Regions from separate parts of the Macaca mulatta genome. Here region 2 is linked to region 1. Evidence: chromatin contacts called from public Hi-C data. All regions are on one chromosome and are shown on one strand. Each heading gives the region's core, a stretch centred on a gene start, on an enhancer-like site or on the middle of the called end of the contact. The rest is flanking DNA. Distances are from core to core; before and after follow the strand shown.

Region 1 (2,700 bases), core at 94-2,593:
GCAGCCTCAAAATTCTTTTCAACCCAGAGGTCCAGGTGACTAACACTAATTGCTTGTAGTTGGTACTTGATATAGTTTGGCTGTGTCCCCACTCAAATCTCATCTTGAATCATATCTCCCATAATTCCCACTGTTGTGGGAGGGACCTGGTAGGAGATAATTAAATCATGGCAGCAGTTTCTCCCATACTGTTCTTGTGGTAGTGAATAAGTCTCATGAGATCTGATGATTTTATGAGGAGACACCCCTTTTGCTTGGCTCTCGTTGTCTCTTTGCCTGCTGCCATCCATGTAAGACGGTACTTGCTCCTCCTTGCCTTCTGCCATGATTGTGAGGCTTCCCCTGCCATTTGGAACTATAAGTCCAATTAAACCTCTTTCCTTTGTAGATTGCCCAGTCTTGGGTATGTCTTTCGCAATTCCAGGGCTAGATGATTCGTTCTTACTGCAGATCCCAGTAAGCTCAGCATATGATTTTTTTTTCTTAAGCTGAGAACTTCCATCCTTACATTTAAAAGAAGCACTTTACAGCTTCAGTTTGGCATATCCAAACTGCCAGCGTTACTACTCTTGCACTTTAGGCCATTATTTAGTAAAATGAGGGTTACTCGAACGAAAGCACTGAAACACCGTGACAATCCATCTGATAACTCCTAAGCTGGTAAGTGACTAACAGGTGGTAGAGGTATGTTGGACAAAGGGATGATTCACATCGCAGGTGGGATGGAACAGGATAGCATGAGATTTCATTAGGTCAATGGAAATTAAAAACTTATGAATTCTTTATTTCTGGAATTTTCTATTTAATACTGTCAGACCTTAGTTGGACAAGTGAAACTGCTGAAAGTAAAATCGCAGACAACCGTACTTAACTGGAGAAGATACTGCTTTGCTTCTGTGACCACAGAACTGACAGGTTGAAATTGAAAACAACTATTGCCTTCACGCTTTTAAGACAACTTCACATAATGTAAAGTTCAAGCATACCGGTATCCCATTCTAGCAATACATTTTTGAGCAGTGTTGCACACTTACTGTTATTTGTCTTACTGTTATACTACTCCTACAGAGCACAGGCCAAGAAGACTACATTTCCCACCATGCCACACGCCCTTTGACCCCAGCTAGACCAAAAAGACGCGCCGCGGAGCGCCTGAAGCCGGAAGACTATAGCCTCCCGGCATGCAGCGCGCTTCCCTCCATTAGATTTGAGGTGCGGCCGGCGCGTTGCCCACCGGGAGTTGTAGTCAGCGGCGCGTTGCCCTGACGCCGGCCGGACCGGGCGTGGGGGCCTGTGGGAGGTGGCGCGGCCGGGCCCAGCTGCGGGGCGGAGGCGGAGGCGGAGGAGAGGCCTGCGGCGGCAGGGAGCGGCGGGGCTGGGAGCGGGCGCCGGAGCCGAGCCGAGCCGAGCCGAGCCGGAGCGGGCGGCGAAGGCCGGCGCGGCGAGCAGCAACCATGTCGGTGTTCGGGAAGCTGTTCGGGGCTGGAGGGGGTAAGGCCGGCAAGGGCGGCCCGACCCCCCAGGAGGCCATCCAGCGGCTGCGGGACACGGAGGAGATGTTAAGCAAGAAACAGGAGTTCCTAGAGAAGAAAATCGAGCAGGAGCTGACGGCCGCCAAGAAGCACGGCACCAAAAACAAGCGCGGTGAGGCGGCCCGGCCCCTTCAGACTTCCCACGGGCTCCCCCCAGGATCCCTGGGCCCGGACTTCCCCCTTCGTGACTCACCTCGGGGTCTGGTCTGACCCTGGAACTCTCCGGGTCAGACTTCTTGCCGGGTCTGGGACCCCCTCTCCGACTCCCTTCAATGTCTTCGCGATCCCTGGACTTTTCCATCGTCAGACTTATTCTGCTCTCTCCTCTCACCCTCTCTCCACCCCGCGAGGCCCCTTCAGACCCAATCTCACAGCACTTTCCTCCGTCCTCACACTGTCCCTTTCTCTTCCGCCTTTTTCTGCTCCCTTTGGCCTCACCCACCTGCCTAGCTACTGCCCCTGCCTGCTCCTCGGCTCATTTCTGCCCCCATCCCAGCATTTCTGTGCTTCCTGGTCCTACCTGTGCCCTCTCCCGGCTCCTCGGAGGAATCTGTGAGCTGCCCTTGGCGTCTCCGCCATCCTCTTAACTCAGAATTCTCGTTGAAAAGCCTCCTTGGTGGAGAGAAAAGGGGACTGGGGGAGAGGAGATCCCCTGATTCCTGCTTGTTCACTTGCTAAGTGAACTTGAGCAAGTTGCTGTCCCTTTGAGGCCTCAGTTTCCCCATCCGTCAGCCAGGGTTTGGCCTCAGTTGAGGCCTAAGGTGTCTTCTAGCGTTGTGATTCACTTTTTGTTGCCTCATAGCTTGGCCTTACCAAAGTTTCCCGTGGCGCAAGCCTTCACCCCGTGACTCACCGCTTCCCCATCCCTCTGAACCAGAAATAGAGACTCCCGACTCCTCCCCAGTCCCCACTACTGGGATTCAGGGCCCCGGCATCGAATCTTGAAGCACTGCTTACTTTACTTCCTGTTGTTGTATAGCTTTCTGGGCATTCTAAGTGCTTTGTGTTTTTCTTAAGTGAGATGAATGTGAAAATGCTTTAAAACTGTAAAGCTGTTTAGAAATGTTTGCTTTTTCTTGTTATGGCCGTGTGAGAGTGAAACACAGAACGACATCCCTTCCCCTTGAGAGGGGTTTAGAAGTGAAGTAATTCACTCAGAAGTCTGCTA
Region 2 (2,700 bases), core at 69-2,568, 300 kb after region 1:
CAGAACATTTGAAATACAGCAGCCTAGAGCAATGTCTATCATAACCGCCAAGGACCATCTACAAACTTTCAGTTTCTGTAAGCCATTAAGATCCTAGTCAATCTGGAATTCTACTGGCTCAGCCACTTAGTATTTGATCATGGGCATTATACAACTCTGTAACACTCAATTTTTTCATCTCTAAAATGGGCACAACAGACCTATTTTACAGGACTGTTGTGAGAACCAAGTCTAAGAGACTGGAATCCCCTCCAGAATACATTCCAAATTCCTTAACTTCGTCTTCACAGCCCTCCATGAATTAATCATTACCTGTTTGTCAAGTGTTCACCCCTTAACTGTCACCAAACTGAAGATTATTCTACTTCCTGTGAGCACATTTACTGGCCTTTCTCGGCCATTCCTTTGCCCTTGTGATCAAGGCTTCCTATTGCCTGAGGAAATTCTCAACACCGTACAGGGCCTCCCCCAATGTTAAGCAATACCTACTGAGAGTACTTAAAATCAACTTCATTTTAAGTCGGTAGATATTATATCAACTAGGATAAATCTGGGGGAAAGGGATTTGAGGAAATTCACTGAGTTCCAAGCACCACGGCAGAAAAAGATCCAGCCAGTTTCACAGCCCGGACTTCCCGCTCACGTCGCTGGGAGCCCTCTGTTAAGGGAAGCTCGGGGGCTCACCCGGAAACTTTCCGGGAAGGTCAGTCACTTCCTGAGGCTGCAGAATCTTTTTCTCTCGTTCTAATCCCATCACCCCCTCGTCTTTTTAAAAAGCAATGCTAGGAAGGCAAACGAGGGCGGGATACCGGCCCCGACAAGACAGCCTAGAAAGTTTTAACGAGGGCGTTCTACCAAGCTAAGAGAGCTCCTCGCGGCACCCAGTGAGGCGAGCTGGGGCGGCAGTGCCGAGCAGAAAGGAATGCAGGGATCGCCAGCCCCAATCTCGTTCGGGGAATTAACTGGGCATTCGAGCCCCTTCAGGGAGGGCGACTCAACGTGTGCTCTCCATTCCGGAAACGCCAGCCACGGCAGGAGGTCCGCCTCGGCGCCGCCGCCCTGAGGAAAGCGCGCTGCAGCCAAGCCTGCGGCTCCGGAGTCCTCGCCGGCTCTGCCGCTCCGGGCCGCCTAGGCCCGGCTGCCCCACATGGCGGCGGCCAGCTGCTAGGCCGCAGGCCCGGTCTCCCACACTGGAGTGGGTTCGGCTTTTCGCCTCAGTCCTTAGTTAGCCCTAACGCCGGGCTCAGACCCTCACCTCGTCCCCAGACATGGCTGCGGCTCGAGTGGGCTCGGCACGGACGGGAAGTCAGACGGGTCAGCCCCAGGCCCCGGCGGCAGCGCGGCTCCTGCCGATACCTCTCCCACCACCGCACTAGGCTCTTGCATCAGCGAAAGGGAACGACACCCCGCCCTCTCCTCCAAGCGTTGGAAATGCGCCTGCGCAGAGCTGGCCAAGGCGCAGGCGCGCAGAAGAGCCAACCTAGCGCGCTTCGTGTGGCGCGAGTTACCAGGCGACGCCGCGTAGCCAGGCATGCCGGGACTTGTAGTCCACCTATAAGCGGATTGCGCTTGCGCTGTAGCCTCCCAGCGACCTGCGCTCGACGACCGAGCGAGCGGCAGCCGGAAGAAGGTTAGGTTGTTGATACTGCCTCAGCGTTTTGGAGCGTTCTCTTGCGCTGCTTGTAGAGTGAATTGGGGTCCCTTCCTCCTGGATTAGGGTAGTGGCTTAGACACTGAGTCGTATGAACCCGCTCGACCTTTAGTTTCCCACTTGACCCCGGGGCGTCATGGTGTTTCAGAAATTCTGAGTTGGAGCTGGAGGCGCTCACCTCCCTGAGGGTTTTTACTTCATGAGAAATTTGACGGCTGGTTTTCTGCTTAGGAGGTCAGAAACCAAAGTATCTTCCCGATCTTCTCCCAGGAGAGATAGCATCTCCTGAGGAGAAACAGCCACGCAAGAGGCAACTGTCGGGAAGCCTCAAAATACTTGTTTATGAAATCTGACTGAACGCTCTGGCTGCACCACGGAATTTCCTTTTAGACCTAAAAACAGCAGAGACCCTTCAGGGAGGTCTCACTGCGGCAGTGCCCTCCAGCCAAAGACCGTCAAGAACACTCCTGTAGTTGGAAAAGGTGGGGTTTATGGTCTTGCAGGGAGGGCAGTACACTGTGGAAAACACCGGGACGTCTTGAGAAGAGGGTGTTGGAAAGAATTTACAGGATTTGGGCAGGGTTTAAGGAAGCAGAGCTTCTCTCTGGATTAGATGCAGTCAGGAGGTGGGGGTAATTCTATGATTGGGTAATTTAATAATTTTTTTTTTTTTTTTTTGAGACTCGCTCTGTCTGTCGCCCAGGCTGGAGTGCAGTGGCGAGATATCGGTTCACTGCAAGCTCTGCCTCCCGAATTCAAGCGATTCTGCTTCAGCCTCTCGAGTAGCTGGGATTACAGGCATGAGCCACCTCGCCCGGCCTATAATTCTTACATAATAAGAAAGTAGAACTGGCCGGGTGTGGTGGCTCACGCTTGTAATCCCAGCACTTTGGGAGGCCAAGGCGGGCGGATCACCTGAGGTCAGGAGTTCAAGACCATCCTGGCCAACATGGCGAAACCTCGTCCCTACTAAAAATAGAAAAAGTTGCCGCGTGTGGCGGTAGGCGCCTATAATCCCAGCTACTCTGGAGTCTGAGGCAGGAGAATTG

What was found. Hi-C and Micro-C count contacts between places; a contact is called where the count stands out from the background.
Region 2: a Hi-C map of cortical neurons shows a contact between it and region 1, with 5 times the contacts expected there. The contact joins the promoter of EIF2S2 here to the promoter of CHMP4B in region 1. A contact is called at or near these places in 2 of 14 Hi-C or Micro-C datasets (blood and cortical neurons).

Annotation. Positions count from the first base shown.
Region 1 is chr10:86,578,305-86,581,004 of T2T-MMU8v2.0, forward strand. CHMP4B (charged multivesicular body protein 4B) reads left to right here and starts at 1,344. Exons shown (of 5, transcript XM_001105255.5): 1 at 1,344-1,644. The coding sequence starts at 1,455. It overlaps LOC144332064 (a long non-coding RNA gene), which reads right to left and starts at 2,356. Exons shown (of 5, transcript XR_013399814.1): 1 at 2,053-2,356.
Region 2 is chr10:86,880,301-86,883,000 of T2T-MMU8v2.0, forward strand. It overlaps EIF2S2 (eukaryotic translation initiation factor 2 subunit beta), which reads right to left and starts at 1,319. Exons shown (of 9, transcript NM_001266866.1): 1 at 1,256-1,319. The coding sequence starts at 1,270.